Regions from separate parts of the Pan troglodytes genome. Here region 1 is linked to region 2. Evidence: chromatin contacts called from public HiChIP or PLAC-seq data. All regions are on one chromosome and are shown on one strand. Each heading gives the region's core, a stretch centred on a gene start, on an enhancer-like site or on the middle of the called end of the contact. The rest is flanking DNA. Distances are from core to core; before and after follow the strand shown.

Region 1 (4,278 bases), core at 293-2,792, 370 kb before region 2:
ACTCAGTTAAATCACCTTGTCTGTTGGTAGTATAAAGCTACTCGTCCCTCAGGATTTTATATATGCTACTATCATCTAGGAAACCTATAATGAACATACCTTCATAATAGCATTTTCTAAAAATTATGTAATTTTAAAACATTGTTTAAAAAGCATTAAAAATAACAGCCATTTATCTACAATTCAGCTTACGGAAGATACCGTGACACAAGCCTCTTAAAACTGTGTGTTTACAGGTTTGTTTTCTCCATTAGATTGTGACTTCCTTGGAAGTGGGGACTGTGTGTTGACAGAGCCAAGATTTTGCAGTAAGAAATCAACACTGTTGTTTAATATAATGGAATCCCTCAATTCAGGTATAAATACTGAGATTCACAATGTGCTAGAGGCCATAAAGTCAATAAATCATTTAATTCAGTTCAAGTACAAAGAAATTTTGCTTTATTTGTAACGGATTTACAACTTTATAATAACTGATATATTTATTCACGATAAAACAGAAAATACAACTTTCGGTCCACATGTTTTCAGGTCATTATTAAAACATCCCAAGAAGGCATTCGTTAAGCAAATTAGCTACTGAAGTCTCCTGTATTTTGTTAAATGCTGGGAATATGAATTCCAATTACACAAATTCCACGCCTTAATGAAACTCAAGTTTCTTAAGCACACAGAATTGATCCAAGGTTTGGTTGTTCCCAGATTTAAAGAACACATCCCACTCTAGATCAACTAAGGATAGGGAAAAGTGACCATCACACGTAAGCACTTACGTAGCCCAGAGTTAATCAGTTATTTTTCCCTTCAGAAAAGAAACTACTAGTAGGGAGTAAGAAAGAAGTTGTGTTGTGTGTGTAAATGTGTTTTGAGAAGGAGTGGGACAGAGACTAGACTAAAAGGAAAAGAAACTGGAAACCCGGGTGTAAGGAGAAAACTAAATGTAGAGTGGCTTATGAGAATCACATTTGTTCACGCATCTTTTACACAGCTTTTCTGCACAGAGCTGTAATCCTTACACACCACTTAGTAAAGGGCCTTACAGGCCCTGTGTTTCTTGGCTCCAAAGAAGCTTCAGTAACCACCTATTCCGCCTCTTCCGCACCGCCCAGCAACCAGTTAGCGTGCGACAACCCCAGCCCCAAGTCCCTCCCGCCCGCTTCATAAATAAAAGCGGCCCCGGGACGCTGGACTGGCGCGGAGGAGGGCAGGTCAACCGAGGAGCAGACACCGTGGGAAACGCCGCAGAGTACGCGTCCGGGCCAAGGAAAGGGTCAGCCTCAGCCTCCACCTCAGCTTGGCCCGTACAGTGAGGGCTCTGGTACCAAAAAGAGACCAGAGAACCCAGCTCCCCGAAAGCAGCGGGTACTCCCGAACGGCTTCCCAGCGCTTTTAGTCTTTCCGCACCCGCCCCCACCCGAAGTTACCTTCCCAAGTGACATCGTAAAGCTCTGAGACCTTCGCCATCTTCCCAGAACCTAGAGGCAGTGGGGTGAGAGGGCGGGGAGACGCAGTCACGTGACCCGCCACCGGGCGGTGAAGAGTTAACGTAGCTTTTTCTCATTGGCCAAGAGAGCAGAGGGGGCGGTATCCGCCACGCACGTGCACGCGGCTCTGCGGAGGGGCTTTCGGGGAAGGGGGCGGAGCGAGCTGGGCGGAGCGAGCTGGGCGGTGGACGGAGCTAGGTGGGCGGTGCGTGGCGCTCCCGGAATCTCAGGACACCCTGGCTGCCGGCGGGGCTGCGGTGCTGGCTCGGGGTGAGGTGTGTGTGTGTGTGTGTGTGTGTGTGTTTGTGTGTGTGTGTGTTTTGACGTGGATTTTTAACAAATGCTGGGTTTTTAGTGTCCGTCAATCCTGGCTTTTCAGTTTTTTCTACCTAGGCGTGTTCATTCTCTTCACACTCCCTTAAGTACCCTTATTCTCTTCATGGCCGGCCGCAGTGCAGCCTTCTGCACGAATCCCTTATTTGTCCCCAACTTTCCTCCTTCCCTAATGGGATTTGCTTTCCGTTCACTTTTTAATCGACTAAACGGATAAACTCCAAAGTTTTGAGGGACTAAGTGGGATTCTTCCTTTGCGCTCTGAAGTTCCCTTGAATGCCCTCGCGCTAGCTTATACCCTTCATTAACGCTCGTCGTGCCTGTCATTGCTTCATCCATGTCTGCATGCCACACTAGGTTTCAAACTGTCGCGAGTATGTAAGTACTTATAAGGAATGAATGTACGAATGAGACCTTCACGGTTCCTGAACTTCGCTCCTCATTACTCCTGGGTGGATGGGGGAGCCTCCTTTCCCACCAGACTAATTGCTTTTAGGAAACTTTGGACGTCATCTCCTAGACTTAAGGAGAAATGTCTGGACAGGAAGCAAAAAATTTGAGGATGATAAGCGTATATTTAGTATTTGAAGCAATGGGGACATGAGATTGTAGAGGAAATATGTAAGCTGAGGAAAAACTAAAAATCACTGCAATGCAGCCGAAAGTTATTGGTCAGTGAAGAAGGGGCAGTTGATTTGAGAAGTAGAAATAATCCTATCCCACAAGTCAAAAGAGTGGAGGGTTTTTTTTCTCAGCTTTATTGAGGTGTAATGGACAGAAATTGTGTATGTTTAAGGTATACAAAGTAATGATTAGATGTAAATATACACTGTGAAATGATTACCACAAGCAAGCTAATTAACACATCTATCACCGTACATATTTCCCGTGTGTGCGTGTGTGTGTTGAGAACACTTAAAAATCTCTCAGCAAACTTCAAAATATACAATACAGAATTATAACTGTAGTCACCGTGCTGTACATTCGATCTCCAGAACATATTCATCTTACAACCAAAAGTTTGTACTATTTGACCAACATCTCTCCATTCCTCACCTGTCGGCTCCAGTCAACCACAGAGGTTTTTTTGTTTGTTTGTTTAAAAAAAGGAAAAAAAACCATCAAGCCATATACCCCAGAGAAGTCACTTAACAACAGAGAAGACTAGTGAATGTATATACTTGGATTCAATTCTGAATGAGCTGGCATTCTTTCTAAACAGACTTTTTAAAAATCTTTCATTCAAAAAGTTAAAAAATACTCAGAAATTCACATATTTTAATGCTCCAGTAAAGCAACCTGGTGCAATAGGAAGAACAAGAACTCTCCCAGATCTGAATCCAGGCTCTACCTTTCAGTAGCTGGGTGACTTTCAGCTTATTTCTCTCTAAACATCAAAAAGGCTCATATATAAAAATCTAATAATATGTGTGTAAAAAGAAAATAGCTACCTTGTGTTGTTAATCAAGATGAAAACAGATGCTGCAGCTAAAGCCCCTGCGTGGCACTCTCATGGAGGTACCATCCTATGTCTAGAAATACTGTTTATATGCTGATCAATCCCAAACTGATAAACCTTCCCAAAACCTGGTCTGGTTGCTTGACGTACTCAGATAGCTAGCTGATACGCATCTCAAAGTTAACATATCCCACACAGAACTGCGGATTCCTGCTGTCACCTTCCGCATTCCCACCTTGTTTTTCCCTGTCATAGGTGAGGAAACCATTTACCTAATTGCACAAGTTAAAATAACAGGAAGTACCTTTGATTCCTTTTTTTGGCACCACCCCCCATATCTAGTCTATCAGCAAATTCTATATTGCACTTCCCAAAGTTCATCTACTTTTCATATCTATTGCTATTACCTTAATCTAAGCCACAACTATGTCTCTCCTGAATGATTGTGATAGTTTCCTAGCCACCTTTGTTTCATTCTTGCTGTGTAAAATCTGTTTTTTTATACAACAACCCTACTGGTCTTAAAAAAAAAAAAATCAGACTGCAGAAGTCCCTTGGCAATAGGCCTCAAATGGCTCCCAATGGCAATAAAAATGTACTTCAAACACTTTACCATGGTTTACGAGGCTTTACTCAACCAGGTGACATTTGTCTACCTCTCCTACCTCATCTCCTACTATTCTATCTCTCCTCACTAGCCACCAGCCATTCTCATCTACTTCCTATTCCTCAAACAGACCAAGATCCTATCTGCCTTGTATCTGGCATTTGCCCAGCTTTTTCCTTTTCCTAGAAACCATCTTCCTTTTGTCATTCATATCTCAGTTTTAAGTGTATCTACTCATAGACCTCTCTTGACCATCCAATAAAAAGTAGCCCTTAGGTAATGCCTATCCATCATAATGACACTTATCACTATTTGATTTTTTGTTTGTTTACTTGCTTACTTTCTGTATTTTACACCACTTTAAGCTGCTTCAGAGTACCAACTTTGTTATTTCA
Region 2 (4,012 bases), core at 333-2,832:
AAATAGAAAATTGATTGTAAACCAGAACATGTAGAAGTGAAAGAGACCTTGGACAGACTTCCTAAAAATACTGCCAAGGAAACTGAGACCAAGAAAATTGCCCAAAGTGACGCAGGTGATTAATGGTAGCGCTACCTCTGCTTGGTCTTGTGTTTACTTTTGCCTTTAAATATTTTAAAAGACACTGATGACCACTGATCTTGAATGGATCTCAAAGCTTTGCAAGGAGGCAGGGGGGCTTACTTAGGGAAGACTTCCTTTCTCCCATAGATTTAACTCCTTTATAAGTATAATTCATTTGTTGTGTGCATATATGACTATATTTGGAAAGAAGTAGTATTTATGGTGCTGAAGAGATATTCAGCATCATATCAAGATGATCAAGAAATATCAAGTTATGCCAAACACTGGGGCCACTCCCTACACTGAAATGTTTCCATTTGTTTCCAAATTCTGTGATAAAAATCAAAGGCTCAAAAGTCAAGAAACAGATCCACTGTTTCTGCAATGTGTTTTGTGAACTCTATTTGTGCCCTGTGGGCCAGTCTCAGTGATGGATTTTCTTATCTATGAAATGGGACCAATGACCTCAACTCAGATTTACTTGGGTGTTCTCAGGCATGCATCAAAGGCATACTGCTGAAATTCTTAGCACATAAATACCACTATGTAATAGTGAGTCTGTAAAATAGTTATGAATAGGCAATAATGGAATAGTTAATAAATATGAGTATTGCAATATTCTTTTTATATGATTGTCTTTTAAGTCATCAAATTTCTGAACATCTTCTGAAACTGAAGGAATAGAAAAGGGAATTTAAATAGTATAAAATGCTGTCATAATAATATGGTAACTGTGGGCATATCTATAGACATTCATACTGCCACGGTTAGTGGCATAAATTCTTATCTTTTGCTTAAGGAATAAATACATTTTTTCCTACAGTAGTGAATGCAGGACAGATTTCACCAGAATGAAATTGGATGGCATCAAGTCTATTTAATGTAACACTTTGTTAAACAGAATATTTTCCCCAAACCCAAAGCACCTAAAAGTTTAATTCAGGAGACTTTGGAAATGAGAGGAGGATTAAGAATGAAAAATACTTTAGTGGGAAGTGAACTTTTTAAAATTATTTTTAAAGAATCAAGGCCCCAACTTCTTCAGCACTTCAGGCAACGGATCACAGGTTTTTGTTTTATTGGAGAAGAAACAAAGTAAATAACAGTTCTGAGGATGAGCAAAAGCTGTTGGGAATACCCATTTCACTCCTCAAAGTGGGGGCGCGTTTTATGAATAATTTCAGCCGGCTAACATACCTTCCTGCAAAACACAGACAAGATGTAAATTAAAAAGTGGCAGAGTTGTGGCATATTGCAAAAGTTTAAAGGGAGTCATCAGTCCTTCAGTCAGATCTCCCTGCAGAAAGGTTGGCGCTGAGGTTGGAACTGACCCTAGAGGGCTGGAGAGGACCCCTTGGGGGTGAGCAGCCGGGTTCTGGGACCCAGCAAGGTCAGGGGGCTTCTCCCCAGCTACTCTTTATCTATCCCCCGCACTTTGGAAAGCCCGAAGAGGATTCGCTCCAAGTTAGGCGCGCTGTTGGCTGTCAACGTTCTTTAGGACCTCAGGGAAACCGGGACATTTCTGGCTTTAGGACCCAGGAACTCCGAGGCAGCCTAGACTTAGATGCCTTGGACCACAGCACCACCTACTTATAGAAGCATCCCAAGCCTCAGCCGGTCTGCATCTCCATCGGAAAGTGCGCTTGCCACATCCCTTCGGATCACTTCGTCCTCCCGAGAGCGTTCTGCCTTCTACAGCTCGGAAAGAAAGAAATCTTAGCTGTGAAGTGACCGTGGAGAAAGCGCAGGAAGCGACACAATTGGTTAGGGAGGCAGAGAGTGTGAGCGGGCGCACCCCTTGCCTGGGGACCGCGCTCGCGGGCGGGGACGGAGCATCCCAGTGGCTGCACCCGCCGCTCCGCGCTCCTGCCTGGCGTCGCCAACCCCGCGGCGGCCGCTGGAATTCCAGAGCTGCCAGGCGCTCCCAGCCGGTCTCGGCAAACTTTTCCCCAGCCCACGTGCTAACCAAGCGGCTCGCTTCCCGAGCCCGGGATGGAGCACCGCGCCTAGGGAGGCCGCGCCGCCCGAGACGTGCGCACGGTAGGCAACCCACACCAAGGCAGCCGCAGCTGCGGCGCTTGGATACACCGCCGTGGACTCCAAATGGCCTAAGAGCGTTCTTTTAGCCCTGAGCTCTCAGTGCCTTTAGAGTTCTTTCCTTTCCCCGGAGCGCCGGCACAACGCATTATGCCCCGGGGTCGGAGCTTAGGGCTCGGCAGAGGTTGCTAATTCACTGATTATAATCACCTTCCTCTCCAACTCGTCCGCAGCTGCCCGCTCTGGATTAAGCCGCTCCGCGGCTCGTGCTAGGCAGTGGGTTCGCTTCCTCCTTCCCTCTCTTCTTTAAATTGGGACGCGCGAAGGCGCAGCTGCCTCCCCGGGGCTCTCTCCATCCCCCACACACCCTGTTTTCGCTTCTTGTCTCTCAGGTTCGTGGCGGAGAGATGCTGATCGCGCTGAACTGACCGGTGCGGCCCGGGGGTGAGTGGCGAGTCTCCCTCTGAGTCCTCCCCAGCAGCGCGGCCGGCGCCGGCTCTTTGGGCGAGCCCTCCAGTTCCTAGACTTTGAGAGGCGTCTCTCCCCCGCCCGACCGCCCAGATGCAGTTTCGCCTTTTCTCCTTTGCCCTCATCATTCTGAACTGCATGGATTACAGCCACTGCCAAGGCAACCGATGGAGACGCAGTAAGCGAGGTGGGTCCCTCTCTGCCAAAGGTGCGTGGTGGGCTTCAGGGATGGCGTGTGGCGGCGCTCACTCACGCCCTGGCTCCGGGGGCTCAGATGGTCAGGGCTGTGCTCTCCACCCCAGCTTTTGCGGGTCCCCAGTCCCCACCTTTAGGACCCTGGAGCTCTACAAAACACTCTGTTTTCTGTACCCTGGAGGCGCGGGGAGCCGGAGCGAGACGCGCTGGGAGCTCGGCGAGCCGGGCGCCAATCGGGCGCTCAGGGCTAAGTCGTGCGGTCCGCACTCATGTTCGCCGCCCCACCTCCTCATCTAAACTTGTCTCTTTAGGACGTATTTCTTATCTGGCATGCATTTTTTTTTTTTTTTTTGTCGTCGTTGTTCTTCTCTCTGTCCTCCTAACCATCTTCCCTGTAGCTCATTTGTTTTATCTTCCCCATCCACGTGCGCCCCAAACCCGGCCTCAGATCTCTTCGGACTTGACCTAGCATAGTGTGTGTGTGGTGTGTGGGTGTACCCAAGCGTGTGTCTGTATTCCGGAGCTTGGGAGGGGTACCAAGTCGAGGGGGAGGACCTCCATTTCCAGAAAAAGGCCAACATAGATCTCTTTTTTCTGGAAACTGCGACGAGATGGGAACTTTCTGAATTAAGCAGCAATTCCCGCGCTGGTTTTCTGGGGAGTCCTCGCCTCCAGAGGTTTGTTTTTAAAACAGGCCCCACTTTGCTCTCTCCATTTGCTTTGCAAAAGCAGCTACACCGGTGGAGGCTTCTGTTCTCAATGAAATTCACTTGCGGCTTTTTAACTGCTCTCTCCCTCTCCATCACTTGTGCGTAGCGGAGAAGGCGGGTGGAAGCCTCCAGAAAGGTTTCGGGGAACTCGCTTTCCTGCAGATTTACTGCGTATTTCTGTCTCGGAGTCCGCTGGAGATGCAACTAATCCAACTGCATTTTAGAAGAAGGGCGGCTAGACACGATTCAATTTTCTGGGTGGATTTAAACATAAACCACTCACCACACGCACATCGAATTACCCGCGCAGGAAGGGCGCGCAGCAGCCCTTTCCCAGGGACCTGGTGAGAGCTGTCTATTTCATTCGGCACTTTGGACTTTTGCGCAATTAGAATTTGTCGCCGGGTTCATGAATGTTGACTTTTTCTCCAAGATGTAAACATCTCACTCGATCTGTGATGTGATTTGTTTATAACTCA

What was found. HiChIP or PLAC-seq counts read pairs in DNA pulled down with a chosen protein or histone mark.
Region 1: an H3K4me3 HiChIP or PLAC-seq map of stem cell-derived excitatory neurons shows a contact between it and region 2, with 4 times the contacts expected there. The contact joins the promoter of EMC2 here to the promoter of RSPO2 in region 2. A contact is called at or near these places in 1 of 7 Hi-C or Micro-C datasets (stem cell-derived neural progenitor cells) and 1 of 1 datasets of contacts at active chromatin or transcription factors (stem cell-derived excitatory neurons).

What each region holds. Positions count from the first base shown.
Region 1 is chr7:118,693,992-118,698,269 of NHGRI_mPanTro3-v2.0_pri, reverse strand. It overlaps EMC2 (ER membrane protein complex subunit 2), which reads right to left and starts at 1,542. Exons shown (of 10, transcript XM_024345256.2): 1 at 1,425-1,542. The coding sequence starts at 1,464. LOC112204196 (a long non-coding RNA gene) reads left to right here and starts at 1,651. Exons shown (of 4, transcript XR_002937741.3): 1 at 1,651-1,754.
Region 2 is chr7:118,327,010-118,331,021 of NHGRI_mPanTro3-v2.0_pri, reverse strand. It overlaps RSPO2 (R-spondin 2), which reads left to right and starts at 1,582. Exons shown (of 6, transcript XM_001135096.6): 1 at 1,582-2,163; 2 at 2,553-2,815. The coding sequence starts at 2,722.